2 separate regions of the Ovis aries genome follow, and region 2 is linked to region 1. The links are chromatin contacts, called in public Hi-C maps. All regions are on one chromosome and are shown on one strand. The core of a region is the stretch at or near the end of the contact, and the rest is flanking DNA. Distances in the headings are between cores, read along the strand shown. Region 1 has its middle 50 kb from the start of CD2AP. Region 2 holds the start of CD2AP (CD2 associated protein).

What was found. A called contact is a pair of places that touch in the nucleus more often than the background predicts.
Region 2: a Hi-C map of liver shows a contact between it and region 1, with 3 times the contacts expected there. The contact joins the promoter of CD2AP here to the enhancer-like site in region 1. A contact is called at or near these places in 2 of 16 Hi-C or Micro-C datasets (liver and skin fibroblasts).

What each region holds. Positions count from the first base shown.
Region 1 is chr20:20,484,250-20,490,402 of ARS-UI_Ramb_v3.0, reverse strand. No RefSeq gene overlaps it. Among named protein-coding and RNA genes, the nearest start is that of CD2AP, 50 kb to the left of the region's middle. Within about 2 kb of position 3,727, at least 1 of the 54 cell types and tissues checked has an H3K27ac peak or open chromatin away from gene starts, as enhancers often do. A contact at or near this core is called in liver, where this site is marked.
Region 2 is chr20:20,534,635-20,540,787 of ARS-UI_Ramb_v3.0, reverse strand. CD2AP (CD2 associated protein) reads right to left here and starts at 3,213. Exons shown (of 18, transcript XM_060403681.1): 1 at 2,539-3,213. The coding sequence starts at 2,803.

The sequences.
Region 1 (6,153 bases), core at 2,478-4,977:
ATATCACAAGAGCAAAGGGCTGTGGAAAGTTCAGAGTCGATTTATGTGCATAAATAATGGAGCAGTGTTTAGCTACCAGCACCAGCTGCCAGTATCTCAGTTCCTTATTGAGACATGTCTTAGGGGCTTCCCTGGTGGCTCACTGGTAAAGAATCCACCTGCCAATGTAGGAGATACAGGTTCAATCATGCCATGTAGCAACTAAGTTCATTCGCCACAACTACTGAGCTTGTGCTCTAGAGCTCGGGAGCCGCAACTCCTGATGCCCTTGTGCCCTGGATCCTGTGCTCCCCAAGCGAGGCCACCGCAGTGAGAGACCCAAGCACCATAGCTAGAGAGTAGCCCCCGCTTGCCCAACTAGAGGAAAGCCCTGCAGCGATGAAGACCCAGGACAGCCAAAAATAAACTAAACTAAAAAAAAAAAAAAAGTATCTGTTTGCAATAAAGCTGGACAGTTGAAGAAGACTTTAAGATAGCCCTCAGCAAAAGCTTTCATATGATAGAAAACACTTACAGAAACATGAACTGTTCTTTTATTTATTTTTCATGCATTTTTTTGGTTATTTAAATTTTTATCGGAGTATAGCTGCTTTATAATATTGTGTTAGTTTCTGCTGTACAGCAAAGAGAATCAGTTATACATAAACATGTATCTCCTCTTTTTTTGTATTTCCTTCCCATTTAGGTCACTCTAGAGCATTGAGTAGAGCTCTCTGCTATACAGTAGGTTCTATTTTATACATCGTAGCGTACATATCGGAGAAAGCAATGGCACCCCAGTCCAGCACTCTTGCCTGGAAAATCCTACGGACGGAAGAGCCTGGTGGGCTGCAGTCCATGGGGTCGCTAAGAGTAGGACACGACTGAGTGACTTCCCTTTCACTTTTCACTTTCATGCATTGGAGAAGGAAATGGCAACCCACTCCAGTGTTCTTGCCTGGAGAATCCCAGGGACGGAGGAGCCTGGTGGGCTGCCGTTTATGGGGTCGCACAGAGTCGGACACGACTGAAGCGACTTAGCAGCAGCAGCAGCAGTGTACATATGTCAATCCCAATCTCCCAATTCATCCCACCTCCACTTCCTCACATGAAATTTTCTTTAAAGTTTCCTGATGGTTCAGAGTTCTTGGCAAATATGTCAAATTCTTCCCACAGAGAGAGGTTATTTTTCCTCCAGGAGGGTAAGCCTGAGGGCCAATGCAATGAGATTCCTGTTTGGTTCAAGATAATTTCCAGAGGTTGAGATAAATTCAGTGGGTGTGAACATATTTATGCTGTATTCCATTCCACGAAGATGACTCAGAATTCAGAAGGTTGGTGCTTCAGCCACCCACAGCTGTTTTCTGGGCAATTCCAAATATTTTAATCCTGATGCCACTATTAATTAAGCATTTGATCCAATACCTGGAACTCATACTTCTTCCTAACTGCCCACCAACTACAGAGCCGGTGAAGTTTAGAGCAGGAGCAGGTCAAGAATCTGGCCTGCTTGCTCTTTAAGCAGAGAGTAACAACTAGAGATCTCTTCAAGAAAATTAGAGATACCAAGGGAACATTTCATGCAAAGATGGGCTCGATAAAGGACAGAAATGGTTTGGACCTAACAGAAGCAGAAGATATTAAGAAGAGGTGGCAAGAATACACAGAAGAACTGTACAAAAAAGATCTTTACAACCCAGATAATCATGATGATGTGATCACTAATCTAGAGCCAGACATCTTGGAAAGTGAAGTCAAGTGGGCCTTAGAAAGCATCACTACGAACAAAGCTAGTGGAGGTGATGGAATTCCAGTTGAGCTGTTTCAAATCCTGAAAGATGATGTTGTGAAAGTGCTGCACTCAATATGCCAGCAAATTGGAAAACTCAGCAGTGGCCACAGGACTGGAAAAGGTCAGTTTTCATTCCAATCCCAAAGAAAGGCAATGCAAAAGAATGGTCAAACTACCACACAATTGCACTCATCTCACATGCTGGTAAAGTAATGCTCAAAATTCTCCAAGCCAGGCTTCAGCAATATGTGACCTGTGAACTCCCTGATGTTCAAGCTGGTTTTAGAAAAGGCAGAGGAACCAGAGATCAAACTGCCAACATCTGCTGGATCATGGAAAAAGCAAGAGAGTTCCAGAAAAACATCTATTTCTGCTTTATTGACTATGCCAAAGCCTTTGACTGAGTGGATCACGATAAACTGTGGAAAATTCTGAAAGAGATGGGAATACCAGACCACCTGAACTGCCTCTTGAGAAATCTGTATGCAGGTCAGGAAGCAACAGTTAGAACTGGACATGGAACAACAGACTGGTTCGAAATAGGAAAAGGAGTACGTCGAGGCTGTACATTGTCACCCTGCTTATTTAACTTCTATGCAGAGTATATCATGAGAAACGCTGGACTGGAAGAAACACAAGCTGGAATCAAGATTGCCAGGAGAAATATCAATAACCTCAGATATGCAGATGACACCATCCTTATGGCAGAAAGTGAAGAGGAACTCAAAGGCCTCTTGATGAAAGTGAAAGAGGAGAGTGAAAAAGTTGGCTTAAAGCTCAACATTCAGAAAACAAAGATCATGGCATCTGGTCCCATCACTTCATGGGAAATAGATGGGGAAACAGTGGAAACAGTGTCAGACTTTATTTTGGGGGGCTCCAAAATCACTGCAGATGGTGACTGCAGCCATGAAATTAAAAGACACTCCTTGGAAGAAAAGTTATGACCAACCTAGATAGCATACTAAAAAGCAGAGACATTACTTTGCTGACTAAGGTCCATCTAGTCAAGGCTATGGTTTTTCCTGTGGTCATGTATGGATGTGAGAGTTGGACTGTGAAGAAGGCTGAGAGCCGAAGTTTTGATGCTTTTGCACTGTGGTGTTGGAGAAGACTCTTGATTCCCTTGGACTGCAAGGAGATCCAACCAGTCCATTCTGAAGGAGATCAGCCCTGGGATTTCTTTGAAAGGAATGATGCTAGAGCTGAAACTCTAGTACTTTGGATACCTCATGAGAAGATTTGACTCACTGGAAAAGACTCTGATGCTGGGAGGGATTGGGGGCAGGAGGAGAAGGGGACGACCGAGGATGAGATGGCTGGATGGCATCACAGACTTGATGGACATGAGTCTGAGTGAACTCCGGGAGATGGTGATGGACAGGGAGGCCTGGTGTGCTGCGATTCATGGGGTCGCAAAGAGTTGGACATGACTGAGCAACTGAACTGAACTGAACTGAACATACAAAACACAAAGGAGAAAGAGGAAGGCTGGAGGCTGGAGATCCTGTTTGTTTTCTCAGCATGCTGATAAAATATTTGCCAAGATCTAAAGCAGGAGATATTGAAGTTGAATTTCTCTGTAGAAAGTTTAGAGCCAAATTCAGCTAACAAAATATAAATTTTTGGCATCATTGCTGAACATATCATAAGTGCTGAATCTAATAAATGTGTGTTGGCTTATTATTGACTTTTTGTTTCATTTTGCTGCCTTTCATCAATTTGTTATTAATTTGGGACATGATAACTAATTGTGTAATCATTTGGACTATTTCTTGGGAGAAATGAGGAAAGAAAGCCCAAGTTGTCCAGTTATAGAAAATCAGAATAAATTAAATTTGCTTTTAACTTGTTCTGCCCTGTTTTTCTCCGGCTGTAGTTCTGGGAAGGGAAAGTCAGCGTCATCTGATTGTACATGATGGGGATTTGATATGCTGGTTAATGATTATCCATAGGCGAGGAGGTTTTGCCAGGCTTGTTCAGACGCAAAGCATTTCTGGACAAGCAGCAGGAATAGCCAGAGCCAAAGAGCCTGATAATTGGGGGAAATTCTTCCTTAATTGGTTGTAAGGCATAATAGTACTTAGTGTAGGAAAGACATTTAAAAGGTGAATTGCCACTATGTACCTATCACTTTGTTCATTTCCTTTCCAGGAAACATCACTGTCTAAACTTTAGAGAAGGGAGGAAAGCCAATGTGGGGATACCTCTAGCTAAACCAGAAATATGTGGTTCTGGAAGGTTTTCCCCTACTTAACTATTATTTTTTTTAATGTCATCTCCTCCCTATGACTTGTTGAAATACTAATCTTTTGTAAGGAAACTTCAGGTTTAGAAAACACATTTCAGTATTTCCTATTTTAGCTGAAAGGCAGAGTTTTTTAAAATGATTTTCATTTATTTCTTTAGAAATTTTTTCCTTTAGAATTTTTAAATTATTTAAAATTTTTGACTCCACTGCACAGAATGTGGGATGGTAGTTCCCCAGCCATGGATTGAACCTGTGCCCCCTACAGTGGAAGCATGAATTCCTACCTGCTAAAGTGCCAGAGCAGTCCCCTGGAATTTTTATAAAATCAAACTGTTTTGCTAAAGCTCCAGCCACAAAGTTCTAAACAATTAAATGTGTTTTATAGGGTTTTTTCTTTTTCTTTTTCACAAAACCTAAGAACGATTTGAGGTTTAAAAATAAAATGCCTTGGGACTTCCCTGGTGGGTGAGTGATTAAGATTCCATGATTCCAATGCAGGGGACAGAGTTTTGATGCCTGCTTGGGGAACTAGGATCCCACATGCTGCATGGCTCAGTAAAATAAATAAATTAATTCAGTTCAGTTCATTTCAGTTGCTCAATTGTGTCCGACTCTTTGCGACCCCATGAATCGAAGCACGCCAGGCCTCCCTGTCCATCACCAACTCCTGGAGTTCACTCAAACTCACTTCCATCAGTCGGTGATGCCATCCAGCCATCTCATCCTCTGTCGTCCCCTTTTCCTCCTGCCCCCAATCCCTCCCAGCATTAGAGTCTTTTCCAATGAGTCAATTCTTTGCATGAGGTGGCCGAAGTACTGGAGTTTTAAATTAAATTTATATTAAAACTACACAACTCTTAGAAGAAAACAGAGAAAGGGAATTCTCTGGTGGTTCAGAGGGCTTTCACTGGGGACATGGGTTCAATTCCTGGTCAGGGAGCTAAAATAAGATCCCACATGGTATGCAGTGTGGCCAAAAAAAGGGAAAGGAAACATACAGGAAAAGCTTTCTGACTTTAGATTTGACGATGAGTTCTTGGATATGACACCAAAAGAACAGGGAACAAAAGAAAAATAGGTAAATGAGACTTTATAAGAATGAAAATTATCAAGAGAGTGAAAAGACAACTCAGAGAATGGGAAAAAATATTTATAAACCATATATCTGATAAGGGGCTAATATCCAGAATATGTAAAGAATTCACTCCCAACCACTCAATAACAAAGATACAGATTACCTGACTAAAAAATGAGCAAAGAATTTGAATTTACATTTCTTCAAAGGACTTGAATTTACATTTCTTCAAAGATGATACACAAATGGCCAATAATCACAAGAAAAAGTGCTCAAGATCCCTTATTATTAGAGAAATGCAAATCGAACACACAATTCGATACCACCCCCTGTCCGTTAGGATGGCTATTACAAGCAATGACAATAACAACAGAAAATAGCACGTGTTGACCAGGAGGTAGAAAAACTGGACCCTTGTGTATAGCTGTTGAGAATGCAAAATGGTGCAATCACTGTGGAAAACAGTAAGGTGTTTCCTCAAAAAATTTAAACACAGAATTACCTTACGATCCAGTAGGCATATACCCAAAAGAATCGATAGCAGAGGCTGGAACAGATACCTGTACATGAACATTCATAACATCATTTTTCACAATAGCGGAAAGGTATAAATAAATGTCTATCAGTGGACGCATGGATAAACAAAACAGGGTCTACACATACAATGAGATACCCTTCTGTTTTAAAAAGGGATGAAATTCTGATACATGCTACAACATGGATGAACTCTGAAGACGTTCTGTTAAGTGAAATAAGCCAGATACGAAGAACACATATTGTATAATTCAACTTATACAAGGAACCTAGAACAATTAAATTCATAGAGAAGAAAGTAGAATAGTGTTTATCAAGGACTGGGAAGTATGGGGATGGTGGAAGAGGGAGGAGGCAATGGGGAGTTGTTGACGGGTATAGAGTTTTCAGTTTTGAGATGATAAATAAGAATTCTGGAGGTGGGCGGTGCTAATGGTTGCACAATGATGTAATGCCGCTGAACTGCACACTTTAAAGTGGGTGAAGTGGTAAATTTTGTGTTATGTAAATTTGACCACAATG
Region 2 (6,153 bases), core at 1,964-4,463, 51 kb before region 1:
ACCTTACTACCAACACTGGACTTTCTCGAAGTATATACTGAATGTTGAAGGTTACCTATTTCTGCACTGGTACAAAATCATTTCATCCCACTGATCTTTAAAGATAATAATATGCTTCAAAAAAGGTCAAACATTGAGCATTATTTTTTTCAAGGTGGTGCAAGAATTGGGAAAACTTATTTGAAAATTTTTATTTTATTCATTTATTTCATTATTTGAAAATGAAAATCACAGCAACCAACACTGGCACTGTTCTAAGCATTTTACAAGTATTAACTCACTCAATCCTCCTAGTAACCTGAGGTTGATAGTTTTATCGCATTTATAGATTAAGAAACTAAAGCTCAGTCACAACAGCTCGTAGACAGAAAAGCCAAGATTTGACTTTAAACCGTCCCAGTTCAGAGCCCATGCTTTTAACTCTAGCTGTACCACCTAAATGTCAAGAACCATCACTTAACAGGTGTCCAAGTTACTTCAAAGTGAAGAAATTACAGATTTTTCATTTCGTGATAAATCAGATAAAATACCATGTAAATATTTTAAGCTATCATCTTTTTTTTTTTTCCTGGCCATGCTGCAGGGCTTGTGGGATTTTTATTCCCTGACCAGGGACTGAACCAGGGCCCTTGGCAGTGAGGCTCAGATCCCTAACCATTGGACCACCAGGGAATCCCTTAAACTGTCATCTTAAAGAAATTAAGACTTATGACAGCAAAATCAAGCACCTTAGACTTATATTAAAGAAAAAACTCCTTAAATGATTTTGATAGTTTTATTATGAATATATGACCAATAAATTTAAAGTATACATTCATCTGACAATATCTGACAAATACCTTTCAAAAATTAACTGCACATGCCCCCAAGTAACCAAACTTTAAAACACATTCTGGACAGTCCAGTTGAGTATGCAAACATCACACTGTACTAAGATAATATGGCAGAACTCACCTAAGCAGAACACAGCAAAGTCACTGAGTGAAGGCCTCTGGACAACCAAAATAGACACTCCAAAGTGCAAGGATGGACACTCACTATTCTCAAAAGATCTCACACACTAAACAAGGGTCAACTCATTTTTTCCCTTCGCAGAATTACAAATTTGATTTCCGTAGGAAAAAAATGGTGTAGAAAAACTGGTGGAGATGGTGAAGGGGGACAATGATCACAGTAATAAGCACAGCCAACAGCAAAGCACGAAAAATACTTACTAACTCCAAAATGCAAAGAAATCTGATCAGGAGTCCTATATACAATCCAACAGATAGATACTCAACAAACCACAGTAACTGAAGGTCACAAATGATGACCTTAGGTCATCAAAAGATTTAATTATATTCACATCCTACTTAAAACAGAAAAGAATTACACATTTAATTTTAGTATGATCTGCACTCAAAGTGGTTTTATAATTTGAAGCTTAAAGGATAAACCCTTAATTACCCAGTAAGCGCAACTAATCAATTAGAAATTCACTGGAAAGTCCCAAGTAACAAAGGTTTTACTGTTTCTAAGTTTAACAGCCCTTTGTGCACAAAAGTTACCTGAAAGCAAAAGGGAGGCATTATAAAAGTATAAAGTCTAGGAAAACACATAAGAGCTACTGCAACTGTCTATAAACACTATGCTTAAAGCATTTCCCACAAGACAATGTGTGGGCAGTAGGTGCCACATCAGCAGTCCTGTGTTTGTCCTGCTTCTAAATCATTTGTTAGTCTCATGAATTATTAATTTCAGTTAATAGTTTGTTGAGATGAAGCAGTACCAACTCCTTCCTGAACTGCAAAAAGTGAGAGCGTCCTTCTGACTACAGAACCAACGCTGGGATCACTCTTACAGAGCATGCATATGCCTTATGGTGACACAGCTTGATTTTTTTTAAAGTTCTCTTTTAAACTGCTATTTCATTTTCAAAGGATTGCGGGAGATAGCGCCTAGCCCACATCGAACTTTTGTTATCAAAATAATTGTTACACTACTCAACAAAACTCCCTTTCACACCAGACTGCAACACATTCCTTCTCTAGCTCCAAACAAAACTTTAAAGCACACTGTAAATAACATATAAGGCCTTGTACTTTTCTCCCCTTCTAGCGAGGAAGTCTAACTCCAAACAGGAAACTGCTTCTCAAAGGGTTCAACGCAGAAATCCTACTAAACTCCAATCCAGTTCTCAGGAAGAGATTTAATATTTAAGTACCAACACACTTGCCTGGGTAGAAACGGAGCAAATACTCAAGCTTTCCTGCCCTTGAGATACCCCTTGAAAGTTTCAGGCTTGGGGGGGGGGGGGGGGGGACGGGGGTAGAATGCCTTTTCTAACTAACCAAAAAAGTGCTTTAAAAGGCCAATCTCTAAAAAGGTTCGCAGAAGATAGAGAAGTTGAAAGTGCTACGCGATCAAGTTTTTCGATCATCCTTCCCCCATCCCACCAGGATCTGGGACCAAAGGGGCTGGGTAAGGAGGGAAGTTCGGTGCTGAGTGGAGCTGGGCGGGGGGCGAAGTGATCGGACCGCCCCCCACCCATCCCCTCACCTTTCCCGAGACCAGGAAAAGAGGTGGCAGAAAAGCACGAGCCGGGAAAAGCACCCTGGGGCCCCGCAACCAGCTCCTCCGCGAGATGAGCCAGGTGGAAGGCAGAGCGAGAGGGGACACAGGGAGCGGGCCGTCTGGCAGCGCAGGGACCGACCCCCACCCCCACTCCCGACCCCTCCCCGCCGAAATCGAGAAAGGGAGCCGCCTCCCCGAATCCGGAAGGTCGGAGCGGATGGCGAGGAGCGCACTCGAGTCCCTTACCCATGCTGGGGGCTCCGGCGGGGAGCAGCCCGGCGCCCGCTGCTCCTCCTCCTCCCGCTGCTCGCGCGGCCGCTCCGGCGGCAGGAGGCGGGCCCTCCCCTCGGCTCTAGCCCGGCTGAGCTCAGGCGGGACAAGCAGGAGCCGCCATCCGCCCGCGGCGCGCCCCGGCCAGTGCGGTCCCCACGGCCCGCAAGGAACAGGCGGAGGCTGCGGCTCCTCACTCGTGGCGGCCGGAGGGCCCTCCCCCGCCCGCCCAGCCGGCGGTTTTCCCACCCCCGGTCACTCCTGCCACGGGGCGGGACCTGCTGGTTCGTCCTGGCCGTCGGCTACAACGCAGAGCGCCAGCCCAGCCCCGGAGCCCGCCCCTGGCAGCTCCGTCGGCGCCCGTCGTCCTCGAACGCGACGCCAAAAAGTGAGGTGGAGACCGGGACAGAGGCCGGGAAGGTGCCGGGAGCAGGGCCGGGAGGAGGAAAATCTCGCGAGAATCCCCAGGCCGCCCTGCCCCGCCCCCGTGCGTTCAGACTCACCGCCGGGCTGGGGCTGCTGCCAGGTGCGGTGACGTCACGGCCGGGGCTCTCACGCCGCCCGCGTCCAGGTGCGCAGAGCGGATGAGGGAGACAGGCGGCGGAGCTGCGGTCACTTCTCTGCCTTGAGGTTCGAAGCAGCTGGGACGGGAGTTTTGTGTGGTTTGTCGCCTCCGATGGATTCAAAAAGGTTTTGCTGATTGGCAAAGTGAGCCTGGGCTGCCCCACTTTGCACTGTATTTTTCTTTTTTTTTTTTGCAGTACGGCAGGCTTCGGGGGACCTGAAAGAGACCGCGAAAGAGACGTGCAAAAGTACAGAGAAAGAGAGAACCCACTTTCTTTCGACCTTTAGAGACCCAGCTGCAAACAGGACCTGCGGTTTGCCTTGCAAAGTTCTGTATGAATTAGAAGCATTTCTTCATCGAAAAAAAAAAATAGTAGGCACAGAATAAATTCTTTTACAGGATTCAATTAGTGGGTTCCTTTAGTTTCTGTTTGCTGAAGGCAACTTTCTAAATACACTTTTCTGTTTTGAAAATATAAATTGCTACCTGATGGGGAGCAGGGCGGGATAGTCATAATTTGAAATATTGGCTGGTTTTTTTTTTTTCTAGCCGCAATATGAAGAAGAGCATAGGACTTATTGTAATCAGACGTTAAAACGGAGTACAACCCTATGGCCCTTGCCCCCCACCCCGAACCCCGGAAACCATGTCCTCTGCCTACCTTTTGTCTGGGGAAAACTTTAGTCAAAGAATAAGTTTAATCAGAGAAGTGAGAAACCCAGAAACAAAACCGCCAAAGGAGACTGAATAATGTAGTTATTAGGCATAGTCAAGGACCTTTAATTCTTCCTCAAGAGCTATAGATAATATTTTGAGCTATATTCTGTGAGCCATGTTATAGATACTAGAACGTCAGGCGGAGAAGTGAATTGCATGATAACCAGAATATGTATATATATATATACACAATCAGCCAACTTTTTTCTCCTACTATTGAAGCAAACCCAATCCTCAGACAGCAACATTTGTTGAATGCCAACTCTTGTCTAGTGACTTTTAAAACAGTTGTGTTATTTTAAGTCTCACAATCATCCGGGCAAACCTGGTTTTCTGAAACTCAGCACAGCCATTCATTTTGTATGGGACTTTGGTTAAATTAACCTTACTGGGTTTCAGTTTCTTGAGTCTGTTGAAGGAAATCTTTACAGTGCAAAGCACAGTGTCTGGCTGATAGTGGCAACCTTGTAAATATCCATTTCCACTTATCTCCTATATGCCTGCATTTGACATCCTTTAATCTTTTACTTCTAAAAAGATTGCACAGCATGCCTTTAGAACAAAAAGTGTCAGTTACGGCCAGAGACCAATAAGGAAATAAGGAAAAAAGAAAAAAAATTAATAAGCATGCCTAAAAAAGATGTACATATTGGTTGTATAGTATTGAAACCGTGAAACAGTGTGACTTTCTTCAATCAACAAATATTTATTGAGTATTATGTTCACCCTCCCCTTGCAAGCAAACAAATAAATAAACCAAAAAACCTGAAGTCCAGCCCTTATCCTCAAAGATTTGCAGTGTAACCAGGAAGAGACATGAACAAATAGTTGACAGTATGAGGTGTGTGTGTGTAGCTATGGGCAAGGCAAGCTTCCCAGGTGGCTCAGGGGTAAAGAATCTGCCTGCAATGCGGGAGAGGTGGATTCAGTTCCTGGGTTGGGAAGATCCCCTGGAGAAGGAAATGGTAACCCAATACAGTATTCTTGCCTGGGAAATCCCATTGACAAAGGAGCCTAGCAGGTTACAGATCATGGGGTCTCAAAAGAATCTAACACTAAGTAACAATAAAGGCGAGCTTCAGGAGGAGGGTGTAAATTGAGCTAAGGCTTGGAGGATGGCAGTAATTACAACCTGAAGGAGTCCTAGAAGTAAGAGGTGAAAGTGGAAATGCAAGGGAAATATCCTGAAATCTGTCTGATTCCTTCAAGCCATAAGAAGTTCGGTTCAGTTCTGTTGCTCAGTCATGTCCGACTCTGCGACCCCACAGACTGTAGCACACCAGGCCTCCCTGTCCATCACCAACTCCCTGAGTATAGTCAGACTCATGTCCATTGAGTCAGTGATGCCATCCAACCATCTCATCCTCTGTCGTCCCCTTCTCCTCCTGCCTTCAATCTTTCACAGCATCAAGGACTTTTCCAGTGAGTCAGTTCTTCGCATCAGGAGGCCAGAGTATTGGAGTTTCAGTTTCAGCATCAGTCCATCCAATGAATATTCAGGACTGATTTCCTTTAGAATGGACTGGTTGGACCTCCTTGCAGTGCAAGGGACTCTCAAGAGTCTTCTCCAACACCACAGTTCAAAAGCATCAATTCTTCGGCGTTCAGCTTTCTTTATAGTACAACTCTCACATCCATACATGACTACTGGAAAAACCATAGCTTTGACAAGATGGAACTTTTTTGGCAAAGCAATGTTTTGGTTTTTTAATATGCTATCTAGGTTGATCATAACTTTTCTTCCAAGGAGTAAGCGTCTTTTAATTTCATGGCTGCAATCACCATCTGCAGTGATTTTGGAGCCCAAAAAAATATAGTCTGTCACTGTTTCCACTGTTTCCCCATCTATTTGCCATGAAGTGATGAGACCAGATGCCATGATCTTAGTTTTCTGAATTTTGAGTGTTATGCAACCTATAAGAAAGCAAACCATTTAAACTTTGAATGAAGGAGGCTGATGAGAGGCAAAAGAGGACTCATACAAGGAAACAAAGAAAAATATATTATAGGAAGAGAACTAAATACCTTAGTCTCCAGGATCCTAGATA